Regions from separate parts of the Urocitellus parryii genome. Here region 2 is linked to region 1. The links are chromatin contacts, called in public Hi-C maps. All regions are on one chromosome and are shown on one strand. The core of a region is the stretch at or near the end of the contact, and the rest is flanking DNA. Distances in the headings are between cores, read along the strand shown. Region 1 holds the start of Mok (MOK protein kinase). Region 2 holds the start of Dync1h1 (dynein cytoplasmic 1 heavy chain 1).

Region 1 (7,647 bases), core at 2,887-5,386:
GAACCCAGGGCCTCACACATGCTAAGTGAGTGCTCTACCACTGAGCCACACCCCAGCCCACCTGTAAACTTTAAAATGGTTTTAAGTGCACAAACTCAGAATGTGTGCCAACACCCCAGGCTGGCTCCAGACTGTCACAACCAGCCAGGAGGGAGCATGACACCAGGAGAAAGTGGTGGTAGGTGAAGGGTAGTTTCCAGCTGGGGTCTTCCAGCAGGTGGAAAATCTGGAGTGTCCAACAGGGTTGGCAGGTAGGGAGAGGAAAAGAGAAACCATCACCACAAAAACCACTCAGCAAGGGGTCTATTTCCACAGGTCTTCAAAATCAAACAAAAACCCAGCACACACACCAACACAAAAGGACATAAAATTATTCAAAAATTCATTAAAATTTTAAATTTAAAACCACACCCACTACCCCAGTAAGTCCATTGCTAATAAAGTACACAGTGATAAACTCACAGAATTACTCAAAGGTTTGTGTTCAAACAATTTCATGGAAGCATCATCCTAGCAAGTTACAACATATTTAATGTAATCCCATTTATCTGGGGGTGTTTGTCTAAGGAATGTGTGTGTGGTGTGTGTGTGTGTGTGTGTGTAGTAAATATATATATTCATACACAGAAAATATCCATGAAAATTACATCTAAGGAAATGTTAACTAGGGGACTGGAGTTGTAGACCAGCGGTAGAGCGCTTGCCTTGCACGTGTGAGGCACTGCATTCGATTCCCAGAACCACATGTAAATAAGCATTTAAAATAAAGGTCCATCAACAACTAAAAAAATATATATATAAAAAAAGAAAGAAAATGTTAACCAGGACTCATTATGCCAAGTAGTGGAGGGTCCTGAGACCACCTTAAAATCTACTGGCAGAATTTACCACAAAGTCAGTATTGCTTTTACTTAATTTTGTCTTTCTTTCAAGAAAAAAAAGATGCTAGTTGATGCAACCATTTATAAAAAACAGGAGGTAATACACCCACTAGGAAGGAGAAGATGGAAAAAGATGGAGATAACCTTGAAACTTTGATTCTATGAAAAAATATTGGTATTTAAGAGACCATTCAAAATTATTATAATTACAACAGATAATTTTTCAAAAATTTTAGTTTGTAGATGGACACAATACCTTTTATTTATTTATTTTTATGCGGTGCTGAGGCTTGAATCCAGTGCTTCAAACATGCTAGGCAAGCACTCTATCACTGAGCCACAATTCCAGCCCCAACAGATAATTTTTTTAAATCTCTCTGTAATATTGCAGCAAAACCATTACTATAGAACATGTAATTTTTTTCCTATTTCTGTAGGTGTGCTCAACTAATCTATTAAAAAGTTCAAACAGGAGCTGGGTACAATGGTGGTGCATACCTGTAATGCCAGCAACTCTGGAACCTCAGGTGGGAGGATCACAAGTTTGAGGCCAGCCTGGGCAACTTAGTGAGATCCTGTCTCAAAATTAAAAAAATAAAAAGGATGCGGGTATAGCTCAGTGGTAGAGCACCTCTGGATTTAATCTCTAGCAACACACACACACACACACACACTAATGTTCAAACAGGAAAAAAATGATACTTTAATTTTTAGAGTACTAACACACACAGACTTATTACATAAGGATAAACTTTTTTTTTTTTGAGGTGGGTCTCAGTATGTTGACCAGACTGGTTGCAAACTTGTGAGCTCAAGTATCTTCCTGCCTCAGCCTCACTACAGGTGTGGGTCACCATTCAGGCAGCTGCCCACTTCCACTTCCTACTCTTGGGATATACACCCAGAACTCAACTGCCATGATGTGAGGAAGCCCAAGCCACAAGGAGAGACCTCATGTAGGGTTCTGACAGCCCAGGCTGTGGTCCCAGAGAACCACCAGCATCATCTGCCAGACAAGTGAATGAGACTTTCAAGATGACTTCAACTCCAACCACCATCTATCATGACTACAAATTCATGAGACTCCCAGTGAGAGCTGCCTAGTTGAGTGGAGGCAACCCACAGAACCATAAGAAAAGTGTGTTGTTAAGTCCCTAAGTTGGGGTGATTTGCTTAGTGATACATACCTAGAAAAGAAAACCAGGATGATAAAGAAAGGTCAGAGACTGGCCCCAAGCTGCCATCATGTCTGCTCAGCTTCAGCAATTACACAGCATTAACTGGTTGCTCCCTGCTACACAAATGATCCAAAACAAAAAGGAGAAGGACAGCAATACACTACAGACTGATCAAAGCATCCCTACACATGTGAGCGAGCACTGCCTAGAAAACAATAAGAAAGAATACCTGGAAAATCCAAAAATTAAAGACCAACATGATAATCTAGCATGCCCAGGTGTATTCTGACCCCATGCTATGGGTCCAACTTGCACCATTACTCACTTTTCCTGTTCATTCTGCTTCTATGATTCCGTCTCTGTGATTTTCTGTTCTGAAATGTTCTCTCCACTGTTAACTACTTGTAAAACATTTAATTCATGATCAGGTCTTAAACCAGAGATGAGAGGCTGCATGAACTCTCGGACTGGATTTTAAGATAGAATAAAGAAAGGGAAAAGATGTTATCACTAAACCAAGTAACTGAAAGCTACCAAAATGACCATCTGAGATGAGCCAGGGTGGGGGCACACATAGGTAATCCCAACTACTCTGGAGGCTTAGGCAGGAGGATTGGGAGTTCCAGGACAGCGTCTGCAATACAAGACCCTATCCCAAAATTCAAAAATTTAAAAAAGGGCTGGAGATTTAGCTAAGTGGTTAAGCCTCTTTAGGGCATAAAACACAAAATGCAAATTATATATACTTTTAAAAATATTTTTTAGTTGTAGATGGACACAATACCTTTACTTATTTATCTTTATGTGGTGCCCAGGGCCTCACACATGCTAGGTGAGTGCTCTAACACTGAGCCACAACCCCAGCCCATACATATGTACTTTATATACTCATATATACATATGCCTATATGTAGTTACTAACATTAGGGGTTTTTTTCTTTATTTTATTTTTTTATTTATTTATATTTTGGTGTCAGCAATTGAAACCAGGGTGCTTAGCCACTGAACCACACCCTCAGTTCTTTTTATTTTATTTTTTTCTTTTTAGACAGAGCCTAAGTTGCTTAGGGCTTCCAGAATTTGCAGAGACTGGTCTTGAACTTTAGATCCTCCAGCTTCAGCCTCCAGGGTTGCTGGGATTAGAGGTGTGCTCCACCACACCAGCTAACTTTGAGAGGGATAGATACATATTTACACACACACACACACACACACACACACACACATACATGCGCACATATTTAGGAAACTGAAAAGAGAAGTCACTTCTTGGAGTGCAGCGTGAAGAGTGTATGAGGCAAAGACGGATATGTTTTAATATATCGTGCAATTTACAGCATTCACAAAAAACAATTAGGATACAATGCAGGTTTAATATAACCAGCATAGTTCCAACTTGAAACACCAAAGGAGGCTGAACTTGTAAGCGCCTCTGGCTGACAGCCATAAACGACAATACCTGAAGAGTGATGCTGAACACGACAGCGAGCCGCGCTGCTGGCCGCAGATCGGCCACGATCCACAAACCCAACGCGGGCAAACTTTCTTTTACCCCTTTTCTAGGATGAGGCCCACTTCCCAACTTCTAAGTAACCGTTTCTAATGTCACTAAAAGGATGCTTCTAAGTTCCTGTGAACCCAGCTGCTATAGAAACACTACTGCTCGACCCCAAAAATGAAACGCACGCCCAGGTCCGGCGACTGCACGCCGAGCACTTCACCCTGGCAGGGCGCCGGCTGCGAGCGCCCACGGCCACCCGGAACGTTCAGAAACGGAACCTCGCCCGGCGCGGCTCTGAAAACCCGGCTCCCGCACCTCCGGCCTGCACCGCCCGGCGCCGGGGCAGAGCGGCACTCGCCCGCCCAGCCCCCAGAACGGCCCGGCCCGGCCCTCCCGGCTCACTCACTCTTCATCCTGCGCGCGAGAGTCGGCGACAACCCCTGGCCGACCCTGCGCGGAAAAGACAAGGGCAGGAAGGCCGGGACCTGCCCTCCTCTCCCTGAGGCGGGATCCTGTGCTGGGACCTCCGCGGTGGCCCCTTGCCCAAGAGCGTTAGGATACAGCCGCCATATTGTATCCTCGTCACCCTGGCAACCGTCGGCCCTGACCGCCCCCGAGGTGGAGCCGCGCGTGCGCAGAAGCCTGCCAACATACGCATGCGCAATGCGGCCCGCCTCCTCTGCGTGGTTACTTAGCGACCGCCGCCGCCGCTTCAAATTTAAACCCTCGCGGGCTGGAGTCTCCCGGCTGTCACTCAGCAATTCCGAGCCTGAAACGCGGAAGAGATCCTGCAACTTCTACTAGCTCGAAAACTCTGACGTTAAATGACACCTCTTCTTTGCCACCTCATCCCGAAGTTGAGCATCTACCGGTCTGGTACCAGCGATTACCCAATGAATTTGTACGTTTTTCTTTTTTCTTGTTTCTCTCTCTCTCTCTCTCTCTCTCTCTCTCTCTCTCCTCTCTCACTCTCTCTTGGAATTTCTGATTATGTATTTGGACAAATTTTCCCATAATTGAAAGCTATAGATAAATCATATATATTCTTCTATAGTTTTCTTTTTTTCATTTAATATATTATAGTCACTCTGAGTTTGTTTTGGGTTCTGAGGATTGAACCTAGGGGCGCTTTACCATTACATCCCCAGACTTTTTCTAATTTTAATTTTTTCATTTTGAGACAGGGTCTTGCCAAGTTGCAGAGGCTGGCCTGAAACCTGTGATCCTTCTTCTTGAGTCTCCAGAGTTACTGGAATTACAGTCATATGGCATGTGACTGGCTAGTCACCTTTCAATATTGGCACATAGAGAGCTATCCTATGCTTTTTTAAAAATTTTTTAAAATTGTTGATATATATTTATTTATTTATATGTGGTACTGAGAATCTAATCCAGTGCCTCACACATGCCAGGCAAGTGTGCTACCGCTCAGCCCCAGCCCCTAATCTATGCTTTTTAACAGGTGTATTATATTACATGATATAATTTTTCCTAAAAATGCTTTATTTTTCACAATTACAAACAAGACCAGAAAGTATCCTTGTACATATCTTTAAACATTCGTGTGATTGTTTTGATAGGAGTTAATAGGTTAAAAGGCATTCACAATTTTTTTTAATATTTATTTTTTAGTTCTCGGCGGACACAACATCTTTGTTGGTATGTGGTGCTGAGGATCGAACCTGGGCCGCACGCATGCCAGGCGAGCACGCTACCGCTTGAGCCACATCCCCAGCCCGGCATTCACAATTTAAATGTAGAAAATCACTCACCAGCAATATTCTACCAACATATAGAAAAGTCTATACACAAATTCCCTCTTCTCCACTCTAGTGTGGACACAGGCTATTATCTAAAAGATTAAGACAACATTCGGAAAAACTGATTTGAAACATATAATACAAAAATCTTAAAATATCCTGTGTGGGTGTGGGTGTGGGTGTGGTACTGTGCATTGAACCTAGAGGCCCTCTACCACTGAGCTACACCTCCAGTCCTTTTTAATTTATTGCCTTGAAATTGGGATCCTCTCCTCAACTTCCCAAGTAGCTCAGATTAAAGGCATGTGCTACGAAACCTGGCTTAAATTTTTTTATGGTTTAAAAAAAAATTAGTAGTGTTAAAAAACTATTGCAGGGGCTGAGTTTTGGCTCAATGGTAGAGCACTTACCTAGCATGGGTGAGGCACTGGGTTCGATCCCCAGCACCACATAAAAGTAAACAAAATAAAGGTATAATATATATATATATATATATATATATATATATATATATATATATATACACACACACTATGGGAGGCCATCATTTTGGGAGGAACTTCCACACTAGCCCACAACAAACCAGACCAAACCAAAATGGAGTCACTCATGCTAAATGCCACCATCAAACTGAAAATTTAAGCAAATAGATCCCAAAACACACTAGTTTTTCCCCAAAACAGGAGATCCAGTCTACCCAAGTCAGCTTTGCTTTCACTCCTGCCAAAATAATACAACTTGACACTAACCCATCAGCTTTCTTTCTATTGTTCTGTTACCACCTTATAAAACCCATGGTTCTGTTTTTGCATAGTGGGAGCTCTCATTCTGTTCTGAAGAATGGAGGCTGCCCCAATTCTTGAATCTGGAACAAAATCCAATTCAACCTAAAACTAAGTATGTTGTGAATTTATCTTTTTTTTTTATATAACTTTTTTTTTTTTTTAATATTTATTTTCTTAGTTCTCGGCGGACACAACATCTTTGTTGGTATGTGGTGCTGAGGATCGAACCCGGGCCGCACGCATGCCAGGCGAGCGCGCTACCGCTTGAGCCACATCCCCAGCCCATCTTTTGACACTAGAAAAATGTCAAAGGACAGCTGGATGCAGTGACCCACACCTGTAATCCCAGAGACTTGGGAAGCTAAGGCAAGAAGATCAGAAGTCCTAGTCTGATCAATTTAGGTGACAGTCTCAACAACTTAGTGAGATTCTGTCTCAAAAATAAAAATTTAAAAGGAATGGAGCCAGGCATGGTGGCACACGCCTTTAATCCCAGCAGCTCCGGAGGCTGAGACAGGAGGATCTCAAGTTCAAAACCTGCCTCGGCAATAGTGAGGCGCTAAGCAACTCAGTGAGACCCTGTCTCTATATAAAATATGGCTCAGTGTCAAGTGCCCCTGAGTTCAATCCCTGGTACCCCCCACCCAAAAAGGGCTGGAGTTGTGGCTCAGTGGTTAAATACCCCAGTACCAAAATAATAATAATAATAGGAGTAGTAATTGGAAGCCACTGAAAAGCAGTAAGAGGGAGGAGAATATCCCACCTTAAGGAAAGAAATTTTTAAGGTCACCTGGTTTCTGGAATCAACCGATTTGTTGAAGCAAATTAGAAGCAACATCTGAAAAATCCTTCTGTTTCTCTATTTTTCTTTTGTATGATCTAACAGTTTGACATGTACATATTGTATAATGAAGCATTTTTGTTTCTGGATTTATTTTTGTTTTCCTTTCAATTTTTTCCCTCAGAATTCAACTTTATGATTGGAAGTTCTATTGTCTCCATCTATGTGCCCCTGGATCCATAGTCAACACAAAAAAAGTGTAGAAAGAAAGTAGGAAGGTAGTTTAGGTAGTTCACGGGAATTGTTTAGGAGATAAACAAAAGAGGCCTGGCTGATGGAAGAGTGAGGAAAATCAAAGCATCAACTCATGTCTGACCTCTGAAGAATAGCATCCCAGAAAAAGAAAAAATTCAGATGAAGGAGATTATGAAATCTCCATCAGAAACATTCTTCACCAAAGTGTTTCTAGAGTGGATGGGAACATTTCTGAGCAGAAAGGCCTGAGGAATGGCCAGAATGTGGAGTTTGATTTTTTTCACCAGTATTTACTGAGCACCTATTATGGCCCAGCACTACTCTAGTCACCTAGGACACAGGAACGGTGCACTTATGACATTTCAGAGCATAGGGGATAGTGAGAAGTTCTAAACAGTGTTGAAAGAGAAAACCTAGATATATCTAAAAACCCGGGTTCCAGCACTGGAAGTCCCAATTGGGACATCTCATTGGACTGGACATAGAAGATAAAGTGTGGCTTTCTG
Region 2 (7,647 bases), core at 2,544-5,043, 260 kb before region 1:
TAGAAGGAATCGGAGAGGGCGGCTGCTGAAATAAGTGAAGGAGGGATGCAGAGAGGGAGCGAGGGCCCACTGTGTCAGGGCCGACAGCACGTCGAGCAAGAAGAGGACTCTCAGTCTCGGACGCTGGGCCTGCCCAGGTGGAGGCTGGCTGACATGGGCCAGAGCACTTGCTGGGAATGTCTGGGTGGAGGGAGAAGACTGGACAGCACATCCAAGGTGGAGCGAGAGGCAGTAGGAGTGTACACTTATTTCTGAGGAGTTTGTGGAAAGGACAACAAAGAGATGGTGTGGATATGGCAGGGTTTCCCTTCTCTTTTAAAGAAGGGATGTGTCAGTGCAGGGTGGGAGCTGTGAGGGAGGGAGAGCATCCTGAGAGGGGATGGGGTCCTGACCAGTCTGGAGCAGAGGTCTTGGCTAGGGACACAGTTTTTGATAAGAAAAAGCACTGGATGCCCCTGGGAGGGACCAGAGTAGCACCAGGGACTTCAGAGGGCTAGCAGAGTCACACTTAATCCAGTAGTCAGGAGACCCCATCAGCTGCCTGCCCAGTTAGAGAAAAGCTTTAGCAGTAACTTCTCACTTGGGATGTGGGTAGAAACACAAGCTGGCAGTCCCCTTTGGTCACTGTCCTTACTCACTCTGCCATCCTGGACAAGTGACCCAGACACCCTTGAGAAGGTGAGTCTGGAACCTCCACCCACATAGCAGGTTGGGAAGCCAGGCCTCCTCCCAAGCAAGAGGGCCCTCCAATCCTCCTGTGCACCACCAGAGGGCGCCAGCGACCCGTTCTGATCCTGCAGGTGAGCACCCTCTCCTCACCCCATACCCTGCGGGTTACCCCAAGGCTTACTTGACAAATAGCCCAGATAGAAAAGGGGGTGGTTCCTGGAAAGAAGCTTCATCAGAAGCGTTCTGTAACCCTGTGGAGCTCTAGCTTAGTCCTCTAGCTGTGCCCTGGTCAAAGGCTGTGGCCTGCCTTGAAGTGGCAAGGAATGTCAAACCCATAAGTACTCTGTTGCTTCCACCACCAGCACTCATTCCTGGGGTCCTGGGGTAAGATGCTGGTTTCACACCCAGTAACCAGTGCCCACTCTGGGCCACACCCAGCTGGTGCTGATAATTCTGAGCTTAGAGGACCTCTCTCTGCTCCCAGAACTGGGGTTGAATTAGCCCATGGAATGAATGAGGGTTCAATGTGGAATTATGAGGGAGAGGAGGAGATTTCCATCAAGGAGCCTGAAGATGTGGTTCAGGGGAGTTCCACCAAAGGGTTCTGGGCTGTCCACAGGTTAGGTGAGGCAAGAATGGGGATGAGGCTGCCACCAGCCAGAACTTGAGAAGCCATTGTTGTTGTTGTTATTATTATTATTATTATTATTGGTACTAGGGATTGAATGCAGGGGTACTTTACCACTGAGCCACATCTCCAGTCCTTTTTAAATTTTATTTTGAGACAGGGTCTTGCTTAGCTGCTTAGGGCTTCATTAAATTGCTGAGTGATCTTGCAATCCTCCCTCAGCCTCCCAAGTCAGGGATTACAGGCCTGTGCCACCATGCGTGGTACCCACATAATATTTTAAAGAGAGGTAGGATGTGGGTATGCTTTCATCTGTGCAGACCACACATCACCAATTTCTGATAAATACAAGCAGCTACTGTCATCCTACACTGACTTAGAAAGACCTCTCTCCAGCACTTCCTGACAACTGAGAGTAGGTTCTACCATTGACAGGCGAAAGCAGAGATATTAAAACACAGAAATGCATGGGAGAAGCAGGTGGGTAGATCCCCCACCTTGGATCAGCTCAGGGTGTGATCAGGCCTATGGCAGGAGGCAGAAAGGGCCCCATGAGAGCTTCCTCTCACCCTCAGCACCGGTGCAGTCTGGCCAGCCTCTGGCATAATGCACATGGAATGTCAGCACTCTGTGTAGAAAGCCCCTAATCACAACTGACCTTCTTCTTTTTACATATTAAATACAACAAACATAGCAAGGACATTCGGTTCATTTATAAATCCTTGTAGATGGATTACTCAGTTTTTTCTGATTTTCATCCTCTTAGAAATAATAAATGATTTTAGTTTTGAGCCCATCGTGCAGGACTGGGAATTTGGAGCCCGTTATCTGTCTCCTTGGCTCGGAGCCAGGTTGCAGATGTTTGAGTCCCTTGGCTGCCTGAGTGTCTCCCATGCTGGTGCTGACTCACGGTGCAGCCAATATGCAGTCTCTTTATCTTCCAGGTCTCTGCGGATTTCTGTGTCTCAGATGGTGACCTGCCTCTTCATTCCAGTTCCTAGCCCTAAAGGACATATAGAAGGAAACTCTTAGCACAGTGCCTAGCATGGAATGAGCACTCAGTATCAGCTATTGGTCGTGTGTTGTTGTCATTCATTACTATTATGACCATAACACAAACTTGTTGCTGTTGTTCTATTTTTTCCTCCTAAAAGATATTTAGAACTGTGTGGGCATATCATACAAGGGTGGGTTGATGAAGGGCAGGACGATGGGAAACCAATCTGTTATTTATTTCATAAACTCCTTAAAGATAAGAACCATCTGATTAGCCTCTGTGTTCCAGCAGTCTCTGGGGCCTGGCACCAGATAATTGTGCAAGGAATAAGCATATTGTAGGTTATGCAGTTTTCCAAAGATGATTTGGGACAATAGAATCATACCATCATCAGTTCACCAATCAGGATTCAGCTCTCTGACTCTGTACTTTGATATAAAAAATGCCTTTGGCTTCCTTCCCTCTGTTCAACTGAAAAAGCAAGTTATGGGTTTGAACTTTCTAAGGCCAATTACTACCTCCTTAGAAGGAACTGCCATCTCTAAACCACAAATGAGGGGCGCCTGGATTCTGGCCCTTACGTGGTCTTGGTGTAGGGGAGGTTGGGGTGGGACAGAACAAGGGGAACCTTAGCCAGCAAGCATCCCAGCCCTTGCTTCTACTGTCCCAAATGCTGAAGCCCACGGAAGGGCAGTGCCAGTTCAGGGCTGCTGGGGGGGGGGGGCAATCACTACTATAAGCACATATCCTCATATAGGCGGCACCCCTCTCGGTCCTCGCAGCATCCTTGCCTGGGGGGAGGCCTGATTTGGTCTTTGGGACCCAGGTCCCTTCAGAGTCTGTATCCACGTGTCATTCCTGGCTTAATTTCACACTGCCCTGCAGTAAATGCCCCAGCCACAGCCTTCAGGCCTCTCCGTCCTGGTAGAGGCCCGTTACTCCACTGGAATGTCCCCTTCTACCAAGCAGTGCGACCACCGGCACGGCCCCCCATCCCTCCCCCTCTGAAAAAACTCTCATGTACCTCCGTATACATAAGGTACGTAAGCATATGTAGGGCGACCTGGACCAGGCCTACATTGCGGCACTTAATGTGCACTCATTTCTTCACTCGCTAGGAGCTTAGAACAAAGCCCGGCACAAGCTGAGCGCCTGTTAAATCTGGGTTCTCATCCACACATCATTCGTTAGCTATTTGTGGCGTTCTCGGGATGTGTGCGATTCGCTGCGTCCACGGTCCACCGCAGTGAACAAGGCAGACGCGGTTCGGTAGCACGCCGCTTTCACCCCGGAGGCCAAGCCAGGTCCGCATCAGCAGGGCTGACAGTGAGGAGACTCGGGCCCCGCCCAGCGCCGGGACTACAAGTTCCAGAAGGCCGCGCGGCGGCGACGCCAGGCACCCAGCGCATCTGCGGCGTCGTGACGCCAGCCGCGAGCGGGCGCCGGTGGCTGCGGCGGCTGCGGCCGGCGGGTGGGGCGGGGCCGGCGGGCGGCGGCTGCCTAAAGGGCGGAGCCGGCGCCGCTCACCCCAGTCGGCCGTGGGCTAGCGGACGGTGCGACTTCCGGCGCCCGTTTCTCTCTCTCTCTCTCTCTCTCTCTCTCTCTCTCTCTCGTTCGCTCCTGTCTCTCGCCGGGTCGCGGACACCTTCTCAGTGCTGCTTGCGGGTCCGAGCGCGGCGCCATGTCGGAGCCCGGGGGCGGCGGTGGCGAGGACGGCTCGGCCGGCCTGGAGGTGTCGGCCGTGCAGAACGTGGCCGACGTTTCGGTGCTGCAGAAGCACCTGCGCAAGCTGGTGCCGCTGCTGCTGGAGGATGGCGGCGAGGCGCCCGCCGCGCTCGAGGCGGCGCTGGAGGAGAAGAGTGCCCTGGAGCAGATGCGCAAGTTCTTGTCGGACCCGCAGGTCCACACGGTCTTGGTGGAGCGCTCCACCCTCAAAGGTGCGGGGCCGGCGCCAGGGCCCAGCGTAGGGCAGGGGCGGCCCGCGGGAGGGACAAGCCCCCACGCCCGCTGACACCACTCAGGATGGGACGAACCCCCCACATTCCGGACACCACTGGGGATGGGAGGAGTCCCCCACGCTCCAGACTACTCCCTGGAGGGACGAGCCCCCCACTCCTCAGATGCCCCTTGGGATGGGAGCCCCCCACATTCCAGACACCTCTGGGGATGTGAGGAGCTCCAAACGCCCCCGGGAGGGACGAGCCCCCCATTCCCCAGATGCCCGGCGGGATGGGAGGAGCCCCCCACCTTCCGGACACCACAGGGGATGGAGGAGCCCTCCACGCCCCAGATGCCCCCGGGAGGGAGGAGCCTCCCATATTCCGGACACCACTGGGGATGGGAGGAGTCCCCCATGCCCCAGACGCCCCCCTCCCCCGAGGCACGAGCCCCCCACGCCCCAGACGCCCCGCAGAGGCCGGCGCTGCTTCACTCCTTGCCCGGGCTGGAGCCCCGCGGGGTGCCCGCATCCTGGTTAAGGGAAGGGATCAGGGTGCCTCTGTCTTGCCATCATCCAAACAATGGGGTCGCTTTGTGTGCTCGGGCCTCTCAAGATGGCCGAGTTGGGTGGAGACAGCGTCTCCCTGGGCCGAGTGCGAGCGGAGGCCGCATCCCTGCCTCCAACGTCACATGAGCTTTTCAGTTTCGATTCGCGACCAGGCCTAGGCGGCTTCGGGAGGGAGCAGACCCAGGAGCAAACCTGGGAGCCGTGGCAGCTGGATTGTGGTTGAGGAAGGAGGTCGTGGTGGGTCAGAGGTAGCCTAGGCAAGAGAGGCCTCCCCTGCAGGACCCAGAGGCCGAGGCTCACAGGATGACAGTACCAGCAGAGTGCCTGCAGAGCATCTCTGCTGGAGGGCGGATGCTCACTGGGTGCTGAATGGGTATATCTCTCCATTTACGCGTGAGAAAACCGAATCTCCAGTTACATGACTGGCCCAAGGTCAGCACCTAATTCTTGTCCTTAGCCTGGACTCATCATATCAGTTTCCAGTCCATCGCTTCACTAATTATGCCTACAATTTGTGCAGTGCTTACATGATTCTAATGATAAGCCTGTAATATTTAAGTCTGATTTTACAGGTTAAAAGAAAGAGATTGGGAGAGGAGGCAAAAAGTTTGCATATTCCTGCAGTCTTCTCAAAAAGCACACCCACCTAGAGTTTGGAAATTGTCTATGGGGTTTCTTTTTTGGGGGGATTTTTTTTTTTTTTTTGGTATCAGGGATTGAACCCAGGAGCATTTAACTTCTGAGCCACATCCTCAGCCCTTTTTATTTTGAGACAAGAATCTCATCAAGTTGTTTAGGGCCTGGCTAAGTTGCTGAGGTTGATCTTGAGTTTGTAGTCTTCCTGCCTCAGTCTCCAGAGCAACTTCGATTACAGGCATGGGCCGCCATGCCTGCTTGGCCTACTTGTTGATTTTTTTAAAAAATATATTTCGTTAGTTGTTAATGAACTTTATTTTATTTATCTGTATACAGTGCTGAGAATCGACCCCAGAGCTAGGCAAGCGCTCCACCACTGAGACACCACCCCAGCCCCTTTTTGTTGATTCTTTAAAAAACCACTTTGTAGTAGATGGAGAGCATATGAGACAAGCTCATGAATGGGTGTGGCACCATCCATCTGCATCTGGGATCCCAGGGATGATATCCAAGTCAGTTTTAAGGTTAGCACCCAGAGACTGGAGATTGTCTGAAAATGTTTGCCAGCAAGTTTCTTGAAATTTCAAAAAGCAGTGGGTTGCTGGCCATAGAGAACCCAGGCTACCTGCCCTCTGTGCCTCACAAGCTTGATTCTTTTTGATAGTTTGTTTCTTTCAGAGGCTGTTCTTATTCAGAGATGCTTCTCTGCAGCCTTCTTTTGGTCCAGAGGTTCTGAGGGTATGAAAGAATAGTTTTCTTATATCCCTATAGAATGTTCAAAGCAAATAAGCTGTTTGAGCATGTTTAAAGCATTAATGTTGTCATGTTTGGGGTAATGTATTCCTGTATGTAAATCATGTGTTAAAAAAATCAAGCACTCAGTGTCAGAGCACTTGCCTAGCATGCATGAAGCCCTGGGTTTCATGTCCAGCATCACAAAGAAAAGAAAACTCATCCACTCTTGACAAAAACCATGTTTCTCTCATACACATGAGATAAAAATCATCCGAATTCTTCTACCCCAATAGAACCACAGACTGCATTTTGGCCCATGTCTTTCTGGTCATTTTTCAAATAAATCTTAGTGGGTTTTTTTTAATTTTTATTTTTTTTATTTTTCAGTTTTTGGTGGACACATCATCTTTATTTTATTTTTATGTGGTGCTGAGGATCAAACCCAGCACCCCATGCATGCCAGGTAAGCGTGTTACCGCTTGAGCCACATCCCCAGCCCTAAATCTTAGTTTTTTAAATTATTATATTTTGAGTAGTTTGACCATAGCTCTTTATCTTATTTTTGTTGTACTCTTTATGTTTTAAAATCAGTGATTTTTTTTTAACCTTGGGTCATGATTTATTTTTATGAAAAAAATTGCAAGTTTTTGCTCTTTACTTCTAGAAAGATCATCAGTAGTTCTTTTTTTCAAACATCTTAGAATTAAACTTTGCTAAAATTATTGCAGGTGTGGGGGGCATATTTGAATTGTGTACTTTTCTTCCGTTCAGCAAAGAACATCCAGTCATCCAAATCTTGGCTCCATAATGACTTGCATTTTTTAAAGTCAAGTCAGGAATGAGACTGTCTAAAATGGAAATGCTGCCTCAGTCCTGTGTTTTTAAAACTCCCTGAGGTATTTCTGGCAATTCAGCCTGTCTTTAGTTTCTTTTTCACTTACAAAAATCTAAGGAAAGATTTTTAAAATTAATCCAAGTTTATTCTATAAGGCCTCATTGGTCTTATTAGCGTCCATCTGGGCCACATAAGGAGAGTTTATTTTTTTGTTGTTGTTTGTTTTGGTGCTAGAGATTAAACTCGGGGCCCTGGACATTATAAGTACACATTCTATCGCTAAGCTATACCCCAGCTCCTACACAAGGACAGTAGATGAGTACAGACCCAGCACCCTTGCTAGCAGGGCTTTTTTAGGGGTAGTTTGTATGAGTTAATTTTGACATTTGTATGGTTAGTCAAATATGTGCATCCAATAGTTGATTATAATGAAAGGGTAGGCTTGCATTAATAGAGAAAACAAATCAGAATTATTTAAATGGAAAATCACCAACCACCATAAAGTAGCATAATATATTTCATTAATGGGAGATTGCTTTTTCTATTTTATTCCCCTATTTTTTTTTGGAAAAAGTTTCCAACATTTGTGTTGGATATAGAAGCATTTTTATATGAAGCCAGATACATACATATGTATGTAT

What was found. A called contact is a pair of places that touch in the nucleus more often than the background predicts.
Region 2: a Hi-C map of muscle shows a contact between it and region 1, with 4 times the contacts expected there. The contact joins the promoter of Dync1h1 here to the promoter of Mok in region 1. A contact is called at or near these places in 2 of 2 Hi-C or Micro-C datasets (liver and muscle).

The regions. Positions count from the first base shown.
Region 1 is chr6:3,831,763-3,839,409 of mUroPar1.hap1, reverse strand. It overlaps Mok (MOK protein kinase), which reads right to left and starts at 4,136. Exons shown (of 12, transcript XM_026413783.2): 1 at 3,967-4,136. The coding sequence starts at 3,973.
Region 2 is chr6:4,089,953-4,097,599 of mUroPar1.hap1, reverse strand. Dync1h1 (dynein cytoplasmic 1 heavy chain 1) reads left to right here and starts at 3,793. Exons shown (of 78, transcript XM_026413775.2): 1 at 3,793-4,231. The coding sequence starts at 3,976. It overlaps LOC113200379 (a long non-coding RNA gene), which reads right to left and starts at 3,613. Exons shown (of 5, transcript XR_013343735.1): 1 at 3,319-3,613; 2 at 1,867-2,300.